Linked DNA regions of Zea mays: region 1 is linked to region 2. A link is a contact called in public Hi-C data. All regions are on one chromosome and are shown on one strand. Each heading gives the region's core, a stretch centred on a gene start, on an enhancer-like site or on the middle of the called end of the contact. The rest is flanking DNA. Distances are from core to core; before and after follow the strand shown.

Region 1 (4,469 bases), core at 772-3,271, 220 kb before region 2:
GAGTCACCATACCATCTAGTACTTGCTCAGTTCATGCATTCGCCTATCAAACATTGGTCAAATAGCTTGGACAAAAGGAAGCCATCCACCCAAAATATATTGGCTTTGCAATGTGAGATCAAGATAACCTCACTGGACCCACGTTGGGCTTAGCGGGGGCACAGGCCCCCACTCAATTTTCTAGTTTCAGTGGACATTTTAGTGTAGCTACAAAGGTCTAGTAGTCATTTAGCCTCTATTTAGGCCCCCACTCAAATGTTGGACTGGGTCCGCCCCTGCTCACTGAAGCAGCATAGGCCCTTGTATTTTCATAATTAATGGAAGTGAGATTATAAACATTGATGTTTAGCGATCAAAAAGCTGAAAGTTCAAACCCAATATGGAAATGGGAGAATTTGCACCCTCCGAAAAAAAACAGAAGTATGAAACTCTTATTCAACCATTTTAAACAATGAAGGTCAAGTTTTACCCGTGCTCCAATAACCATATTAGAAGCTACTAGTTTCATCAGTGATCACTTTCGAAGTACAAAGTTGCTCGAATTATGTAGACCTGCAACACTTGCACAAGAGAAATTGCTTGGTCAGCATTATTATAATCATAGATTCCTCCAACTTAGTCCTTAAGAAAAACAGATGTTACTGGAACATGATAGATAAGAAGCCATGATAACAACTGATCTGATAACTGGAAACAATTGAAGTAAATTTGTACAAAGACCAAGTTTGAAACAAGACATTTTTATTTCTTTCTAAAGGATATTTGATTCTGTAAATTTCAGTTATTGTTATTCAGTTCCCTTTAATAATCAGCGGCCATGCAAGTTCTATAGATGATTCATACACGTTATTGCAATGCAAAATAGATCTCAATCACCTTGAACTTTGTCCGCTCAATCAGTTGGAAGACCAAGCAATCTCCATCAAGCAGCTTGTGCTGGATGGCGAACTCTTTCCATCCAGTGCTGAGGCCAGCCTGCATTGCAAGGTAGAACGTGTCTGACTCGTCATCCTCCTCATCCACCAAGGTGATCGTCTCATCACTCTTAGGCAGGTGCTCCCGGCAGAAATGCTTCGGGAGGCCCTGCGTTTTCACAAGCCCACCAAATAAGAATTTACCTCGATGTGGGGTGAATTAACAATCGAAAACAACAGGACGTGCCGAACTGAAGCCTCCTCTACTTTACCAGCCAGAAGCCTCCGGAGACATGGGACAGTGTCATGGGCTGGGTGAAGATGGGGAAGCTGGAGCCCAGCTCTTGCACCAGCTCCTCAGCCTTAGAGATGGCGTAGCTCCTCTCCTCGTCCGAATCCTGGATCAGATTGTTTTCAAAACCGCGATGTGTTCTACGAAGTACAGGGAGAGAAGATGAAAAAATTAGTAATTTCTATGAAGCTGACCCTTTGACACTGACCTCGTGGTACATGGGCTTCTTGGGGAGGTTGGCGAGTCGGTCGGACCACCGTAGTGGCTCCACCACCACGGAGTTGGCAGCGTCCAGCGGCACCCGCGCATTGGACTTGCTGCCCTCCGGAAATGGCAAGTTCACCCTGACCTCGCGGTACATTGGCTTCTCAGGGAGGTTGGCGAGTCGGTCGGACCGCCTTGGCGGCTCCGTGGCGGCGTCCCGCGGCACCGGCGCCTTCCGCTTCTTGGCCTGCAGAAAAAGCAGATTTGAACCCAGAGAATGACAAGAAAAGAAGGCATCGAGCGACACAAGAAACAGCCCGGCCATCGTGGCTATCGGTCAAGCAACCGGGACACACCGACGAGGGTTTGGCAGCGGCGGCGGCCTCTCTGACGGCGGCGGAGAGGTGGTGGAGCTGCAGCTCCTCCAGCTTCCGCTTGTTCATTTCTATCTGCCTCCGCCGTTGCTCCTCGTACGCCACCGCCACCGCCTCCGCCATCTCCCTTCTCTCTTGTCTGTTCCCCACTTCGATTTGTTTTAGTAGTTTCGGGGAGCAGATCAGAACAGAAGCGGCGGTTTAGAGAAAGGAGAATAGGAAGATGAAGAGGCCTTCTATATTTATGGACCCCATCCAGGTGCACACGAACGGCAGAAGGGTTCGAAAATTGAAAATTTGAATTCTGCCGACCCCGCATTGCTAGAATGCATCTTTTATAATGAAAATATGAATTCCGGATTTAGCAATGATAATACGTACAGCCAATACAAATTAATTATTACAATCGAAAACAGTTGTATGAATAGTGATACTAACTTAAAGAAACAAAATTATAAGACTATGACTAACACTAACTATACTCAATTTTTGTATTTGGCCCTATTTTAGAGGGAGGTATAAATAAAAGTATGAAAAGGACGTGCTTCCACATCATTAACATGATCAAACAGCTACGTATTTGGTTGATTTTGGGAAAGGCAATTTCTCGTTTCCATCTGATTAGGTTAGAGTATCTGTGAGAGTTACCAAAACGTTCTTCCAGTTCAGAATTTATGATAAAAATTAAAACAAAAACACATCTTCAACACCTTCCAATTAACCACACTTCTCAATAGTTTAGCATTTAAAAAAAATAGACACTCACAAGCGGAAATACACACACGTTCGCTGTCCAGCAGATCCTGCTCGTGGCGGGGTTTCTCGAGCCTTTTGATCCTACTATTAATCTATATGATTATGATGGCAAAATTAATATAGAAAATGGTTTAAGACCATTTTGCTTTCAGCAGCTCAGCGTCGGCAAGTCTGGGCAGGGTGGGTCGGATGGTCACAAGCATCCAGCACAAAGAACCTCGTGCGTTTGGTGGGGTCAGGTGCTGCTCCCAGGGGGTCGCAGCGGCTGCTGGTGTAAGCCTAACAAGAGCTTGGACAAGGTACTATTCGGTAATCATGCATGACTTTGAAGATTCACCTGAATGTCCGTTGTCCATAGCTCACTTGCTGCTGACATGCTTGCTCCGTGCTCCTCCTAACCATCTGAACTGGAGAACTAGGCACCAAATCATTATCGGCGTCGCACGGGGCTTGCAGTACCTCCACGAGGAGTCAAACCTGAGGATCATCGTTCACCGCGACAAGGCTGGGGGCGGTAGGGTCACGCGGGAGGAAGATGGGAAAGGACGAGGGTCGATGATCTAAATAATTTTATTAATTAAATTTGAGTAAGAGGAGAATAGTTAGTTTTAATGATGTATTAAATTTGAATATAATTTATTTAGTGGATTTAGTAGAGGTTATGGTGTGTGGGTGATTTGATTGAGTGTGTTTCATACAATTTAAACGGTTGGATTGTATAGTGATATAGATGCGCCAAACATGAGCATAGCTAGGTTTTTTATAGAGAGAGGTAAACACTATTTAATAGATTACATGTCTGATTTCAATTTAAATTTTAACTTAATAGACTATATGTTTTTATCAAACACACAAACAAATAAATAACTAATATTTATTGAATCGACCGTTGTTTTTATGTACTTAACTACTTAAAAATTACTTAGCAGCTACTAATTAGTAATAGTCGAGACTTTAGCAGCCGCCCCCACCTTATTGCATCAGCTTGCTTGCAATAGGAGGAGCCGAGGAGGTCTCACCATGGATGCAAGCCAGGATGTGTGGGACTGGGTGGTCCTGCCAGAACACAGGAGGTTCTACATGAGCCATGGCAGCAAGAATCTTGATGGTAAGGATCGCTTATTGTTTCACGTATGTAATTTTGTTCACAACCGCCTAAGCAAGTTTAATAATAAAGCCAACTGTTGGCTGTAAAAATCCTTGTAGGCTAACATTTATCTCACCCGTGTAATGGTTAGCTCTTTAGTATTAATATAGGGCCTCATTTTTCTCTCAGCTTCTTGGTTCTTATGTCCAAGACTCAAGCCGATATAAGTTTATAGGCTGATTTTCTTCTCTCATCTTCTCTCTCCACCTCAGCATTTAGTCACCTCTTATTGTACTTGCTCTTAAATAGCATCTGAATCTCTTCAGATTGGCACGACGCGTGCAAGGGCATCAACGGTCGTGCCGGATTAGACCTGCAAATCCGCCGTGCCTAGTTGTCGATCCGAAAAGGCGATCCGGAGCCCTGATACCAAGGAGTCCGCCACCGCCGCCGACAACTTTGCTCAAGAGGAGGTAGAAGAAGGTATCAAAAAGGACGACTACGACGACAAGACGTGGCCGCAACCGCAATGCCCGGTGTTCAGCGTGGGGAAGCTGAAGGTGAACGTGATCCGCGCTGTGCTCGTTTGGGGTAGCAGCCGCCACCGCCTGCATATTTCTCATTGGCGGCAGGCTGCATCGTCACCACCGGCAGCAGCAGAAAATCCAGCTGCAGTTCTACGGCGATGATAAAGTTGGATGTATGACCCATACACCGTTGTCTTTCTGCCCTCAAAATAATCCATCCGTGATCTCTGTTTCCATGAGGATTTTTCTTGACCTTGTAATTAACTAGAATATAAAGGCGCCTTATCGAAACTCAGAAAAAAAAATCAGCAATTC
Region 2 (4,637 bases), core at 1,910-4,409:
ACGCGACTAAAGATAGCCGCGTGGGTACTGCGTCTTTATACAGTAGTAAGGGGTACCCTAGTTTCAGGGTATCGACAGCGCATGTCTGCGGGCCCCTCTGCGTATACAGTTCGGTTGTCCCATCGGACAGTTCATGTTCACTTCAGGTGTGCCACCAGGCGCTAGCTGACTGCCCTTTTTTTGGATTTCTTCGCTGATTCTTTTGGGCTTCTATTCTTCTTGAGTCTTGAACTTCTATGCTTCTTTTTATGTCTTTTCTTTTTGAGGTGTTGCATCCTCATGGCCTTAGTCCAATCCTCTTCGCATCATGTGAACTACAAACATAAACACTAGCACACTCATTAGTCCACAAGCTGTGTTGATCATCAAACACCAAAATCCCTTTAGCCAAATTGCCCGGGGTCCATTTTTCTTACAGATGTATATGAACTTTATGCACCTGAGAAAAGATCAACTAGGCAAACTCATTAGTCTATAAGTTTTGTGATGGTCGTCAAACACCAAAATCGATTATTGGAGATGGTTGAGGTCATTTCACTTTCAATGGTGAAAAATGATAGGGCGATGGGTAGGACAATATGGTTGTGGTTTGCGGAGTTGTTTCTCTAATTTTAAAATATGTTTTGCTATTTTTGTTTTTATTTTTAATTTGCCGAGTGCCTGAAAAAATACTCGGCAAAGAATAATTTGACGATAAAATATTTCCGAATGTTTTTTGTCTGTAACACTCTGCAAATTTTTTGTTGGGTGCAAAATGATCTTTGTCGAGTGTATGGGACACTCGGCTCCATGTTCCATGTGAATGTTAGCAGGCCGACCTATAATCACGAAGGTACACCTCTGAAAATGATCTAGATTTTGAAAGATGGTTCTCTTAAAAGGCTTGTCTTTTTCCATAGACATGAATCTTTTTTTAACCATCTCCATGGTTTAAAGCGTTGTGTTAATTATTTGTGTACCAGTGATAATGGCAAGCCGTGACCAGAAAAAAAAGACTAATGTCACTAAGATATTTTGTTCAAGGCTGAAGGAGTGAAGGCTCCAAGCTAAACTTGAATTTATAAAACAAGAGTTTATATGGTGTACTTAACATACTATTTGCATGTCCGGCAGCTACGTACAGAAGGATAGGGTGCAGACTAACACACATGAGCCACAAACCAGAGACGAACACAAGCACAAAGCAGCAACCCAGCTGTGTGAGCACGCACGCATGACGCATGTACACTGCACAAGAAGAGATCGATGGGGTTCCATCGGTCCCTGGCTCAACTCAGTACCATGGCGAGTCCGGGAGCGCGGTGATGACGCTCTTGACCTGCAGGTACTTGTCCATGGCTGCCAGCCCCTGGTCCCGGCCGAAGCCGCTCATCTTGTACCCGCCGAAGGGCGCGTCCGGGTCGAAGGCGAAGTAGCAGTTCACCCACACGGTGCCGGCGCGCACCGACCGGGACACCCGGTTGGCGACGTCCAGGCTCTTGGTCACGATCCCGGCGGCGAGCCCGTACCTGGTGCAGTTGGCCTTCTCGATCACCTCATCAACCGTCCTGGGGAATGGGGATGCATGGCGGGAGAAGAAATGTGCAAACAACGGCCGTCAGTCATCAGAACCTCAGAATGCAAGAGGCATGAACAATATCAATTTCGATGTTAGTGTATGGTGTACGTACTTGAACTTCATGAGGGACATGACGGGGCCGAAGATCTCTTCCTGCGCGATCTTCATGTCCTCCTGGTCAATCCATCCAGATGATGAGATGAGCATGCGTCAGTGACTCGCCATTGTTTCTAATCGTATGTATTTTTCGTTGTGCTGTGCTTGTCGTTTAACTTACAGTGACATCGACAAAGATGGTGGGCTCAATGTAGTACCCTTTGTCGGCGGCAGGCTTGCCGCCGGTGAGCAGAGTCGCTCCCTCGCTCTTGCCATGCTCAATGTACTTTAGGACCCTCTCAAACTGGTCCTTGTCAACCTAGCACGACCAACAGAGAATTATCCGTTCATTCAGATGCTTCCGCCATGAATGAACTTGACTAGTTTATCCGTCACACACAACAACTCAATGTACTGTACCTGAGGGCCCATGTTGCTGGTGACATCGAACGGGTCTCCAACCTTCCAGCTCCGCGCGGCCTCCACGGCCTTCTTGACGAACTCGTCATAGATCCCTTCCTGCACGTACACGCGCGATCCCGCCACGCAAACCTCTCCCTGGAATATTTGCATGTTCCAGGCATCATCACCGTTTGTACCTGTACAGTGTTGAATGCAATGCCAGCATACCTTGTTGAAGAAGACGGCAAGCCTCGACAGGTTAACGGCCATGTCGACGTCGGCGTCGTCGAAGATGATGAGCGGCGACTTGCCGCCGAGCTCCAGCGAGACCGTCTTGAGGTTGCTCCGCGCGGCCGACTCCATGATGAGGCGACCCACCTCTGTGGAGCCGGTGAAGGCCACCTGACGAAGAACAATGCGATGTGAATTCTTGGTCGATCAGGAACCTAGCTATTGGGCAATTCAGTTCAGCGCGGCGTGCTCACGCTGTCGACGTCCATGTGGGAGGCGAGCGCGGCGCCGGCGGTGGGGCCGAACCCGGGGACGACGTTGATCACTCCGTCGGGGACGCCGGCCATCTTTGCGAGGTGCGCGTAGTAGAGCGCGGAAAGCGGCGTCTGCTCGGCGGGCTTGACGACGACGGTGCAGCCCGCGGCGAGCGCCGGGCTGACCTTGAGGAAGAACATCATGGTGGGGAAGTTCCAGGGGATGATGACGCCCACGACGCCGATAGGCTCCTTGAGCGTGTAGCCCTGGTACCTGCCGGAGACGCGCAGGACGTCGCCGTGGATCTTGTCGGCGGCGCCGGCGTAGTAGCGCAGCATCTGCGTGGCCGCGGGGATGTCGATGATCTTGCCCAGCAGCAGCAGCTTCCCGGCGTCGGCACCGTCCAGCGCCGCCAGCTCCTCCGTGTGCTGCTCCACCAGGTCCGCCAGCTTGCTCATGATCCGCCCGCGCTCCTGTTGCGCGCAACAGCGGCATCGTTATTCTTCGAGTACCACTCCTGGGCGGCGGTCAGTTTGAGCATCGTGGACATGGTGATGGACTTACGTAGCCTGACATGCGGGGCCACTTGCCGTGCTCGAAGGCGTCCCGGGCGGACTTCACCGCCAGGTCCACATCAGCTTTGTCTGCCTCTGCTACGTGGGCCAGCACGTCGCCGGTCCGTGGGTCCCTGGTATCGAATGTCTTGCCTGCGAAATAACAATGTACCTCTTATACATATGATCAATCAGTCCTGCTTGGGACAAAAAAGCAATTATAACATAATACTGGATCAAGCTATTTCAAATTTAACCATTTTTAAAATATATATATATCAACATTTATAATACCAAAATCAGTATGGTTTACAAGATATAGATATCTTATTATACGTACTTGATTAAGTTTTCGAAGGGAAGGAATCACAAAAAACATAGGGAGAATTGTATCATTTTCTCGACACAAGTAAATGCAAACCATGAGTAGTGTGTGTTATGCTGGCTACAGCGCTGCGGCGGCCACCGTTCCATTCTCACTCCCCTACCTTGGAGGAATAGAGGCTATAGGAGGCATTGAGGATTAGTTTGGGAGTCCAAAAACCGGAGATGATTGAAGGAATAAAATTCACTTCTTCTTATTCAAAATTTAATAAGCAGAAGATTTTAGTCCCTACAATCTACTCCAGTTTTATGGATCCCAAACTAGCCCTAAAGGCCGCATCAGTGGCCGCTAATCTTCTCTCTATCATTCTGGGGCCTTCTCTCTGCCGCTGGGAGTAGAGGCACTCTCCGCCCACGTGTTACTTCCTCCGACAAGGCCGCGCACGCCTCCTAGTGACGGCCGCGCGTGTCTCCTTCCTCGGCGACGACCGTGCGTGCCACCTGCTTTCTCGGGGACGGTCGCTGCACCTCCTTCTTCCTCGGCAACAGCCACACGTACCACTTGCTTTCTTGGTGGTGGCCGTCGTGGCTCTTTCGTCGGCGATGCCCGCACACGCCACCTCATTCCTCGGCGACAGTGGTCACGCCTTCTTCTACCTCGGCAACGGCGGTCGCCGCCGCACCTTCATCTTCCTCAGTAGTGGTCGCGCGCGCCACCTGCTTCCTCAGCAATGCCTGCGCAAGCCACCTCATTCCTCGGCGACAGAGGCCACGTCTCCTGCTTACTTGGTCGTCGTCGGTGGCAGCGTTGTTTTTATTTTTCATGTTACTCTGCTATGCAGTTTGCTAGGAGAGGAATGCAGCGATCGAGTGGGGTAGAACAGGGTGGTACAGTTTTCATGTATGAATACTAAGATTTAGTGATAAATGGGGAGAGATGAAGTGTGAACCGTTGCGTGAGAGAGAATATCGGAGGAGAATTTTAGCGGAAACGACTTCGGATAGCCTTAAGGATGATTAAAGTCATTGTCACGGAGGATGTAAGGACGAATAGGGATGGCAATTTAACTGCGGATCTGAAACCCGACAGGTATCCCCGACCCAACAGGTGGGTGCAGGTGCGAGAGAAGATTTTGACCTACGAGTACTCTCACACCCGACCCGAAGTTCTGCAGATATGGGTGCGGATTTTCTATTTGAATCCGCGAGTGGCTAGC

Evidence for each region. A called contact is a pair of places that touch in the nucleus more often than the background predicts.
Region 1: a contact with region 2 is called in a Hi-C map of root tip, with 1.9 times the contacts expected there. The contact joins the promoter of LOC100273773 here to the enhancer-like site in region 2. A contact is called at or near these places in 3 of 25 Hi-C or Micro-C datasets (bundle sheath, ear and root tip).

What each region holds. Positions count from the first base shown.
Region 1 is chr3:227,543,750-227,548,218 of Zm-B73-REFERENCE-NAM-5.0, reverse strand. It overlaps LOC100273773 (B3 domain-containing protein), which reads right to left and starts at 2,021. Exons shown (of 6, transcript NM_001148177.1): 1 at 1,767-2,021; 2 at 1,415-1,657; 3 at 1,187-1,312; 4 at 877-1,083; 5 at 470-552. The coding sequence starts at 1,907. The coding sequence ends at 508. LOC103651554 (pentatricopeptide repeat-containing protein At2g33680) reads right to left here. Exons shown (of 8, transcript XM_008677211.4): 8 at 4,443-4,469.
Region 2 is chr3:227,322,888-227,327,524 of Zm-B73-REFERENCE-NAM-5.0, reverse strand. LOC541914 (aldehyde dehydrogenase 5) reads right to left here. Exons shown (of 8, transcript NM_001111577.2): 2 at 3,107-3,249; 3 at 2,542-3,015; 4 at 2,285-2,458; 5 at 2,075-2,212; 6 at 1,836-1,973; 7 at 1,671-1,732; 8 at 1,034-1,547. The coding sequence ends at 1,274. Among protein-coding and RNA genes, the nearest start is that of LOC541914, 6.8 kb to the right of the region's middle. Within about 2 kb of position 3,159, at least 14 of the 20 cell types and tissues checked have an H3K27ac peak or open chromatin away from gene starts, as enhancers often do. A contact at or near this core is called in bundle sheath, ear and root tip, where this site is marked.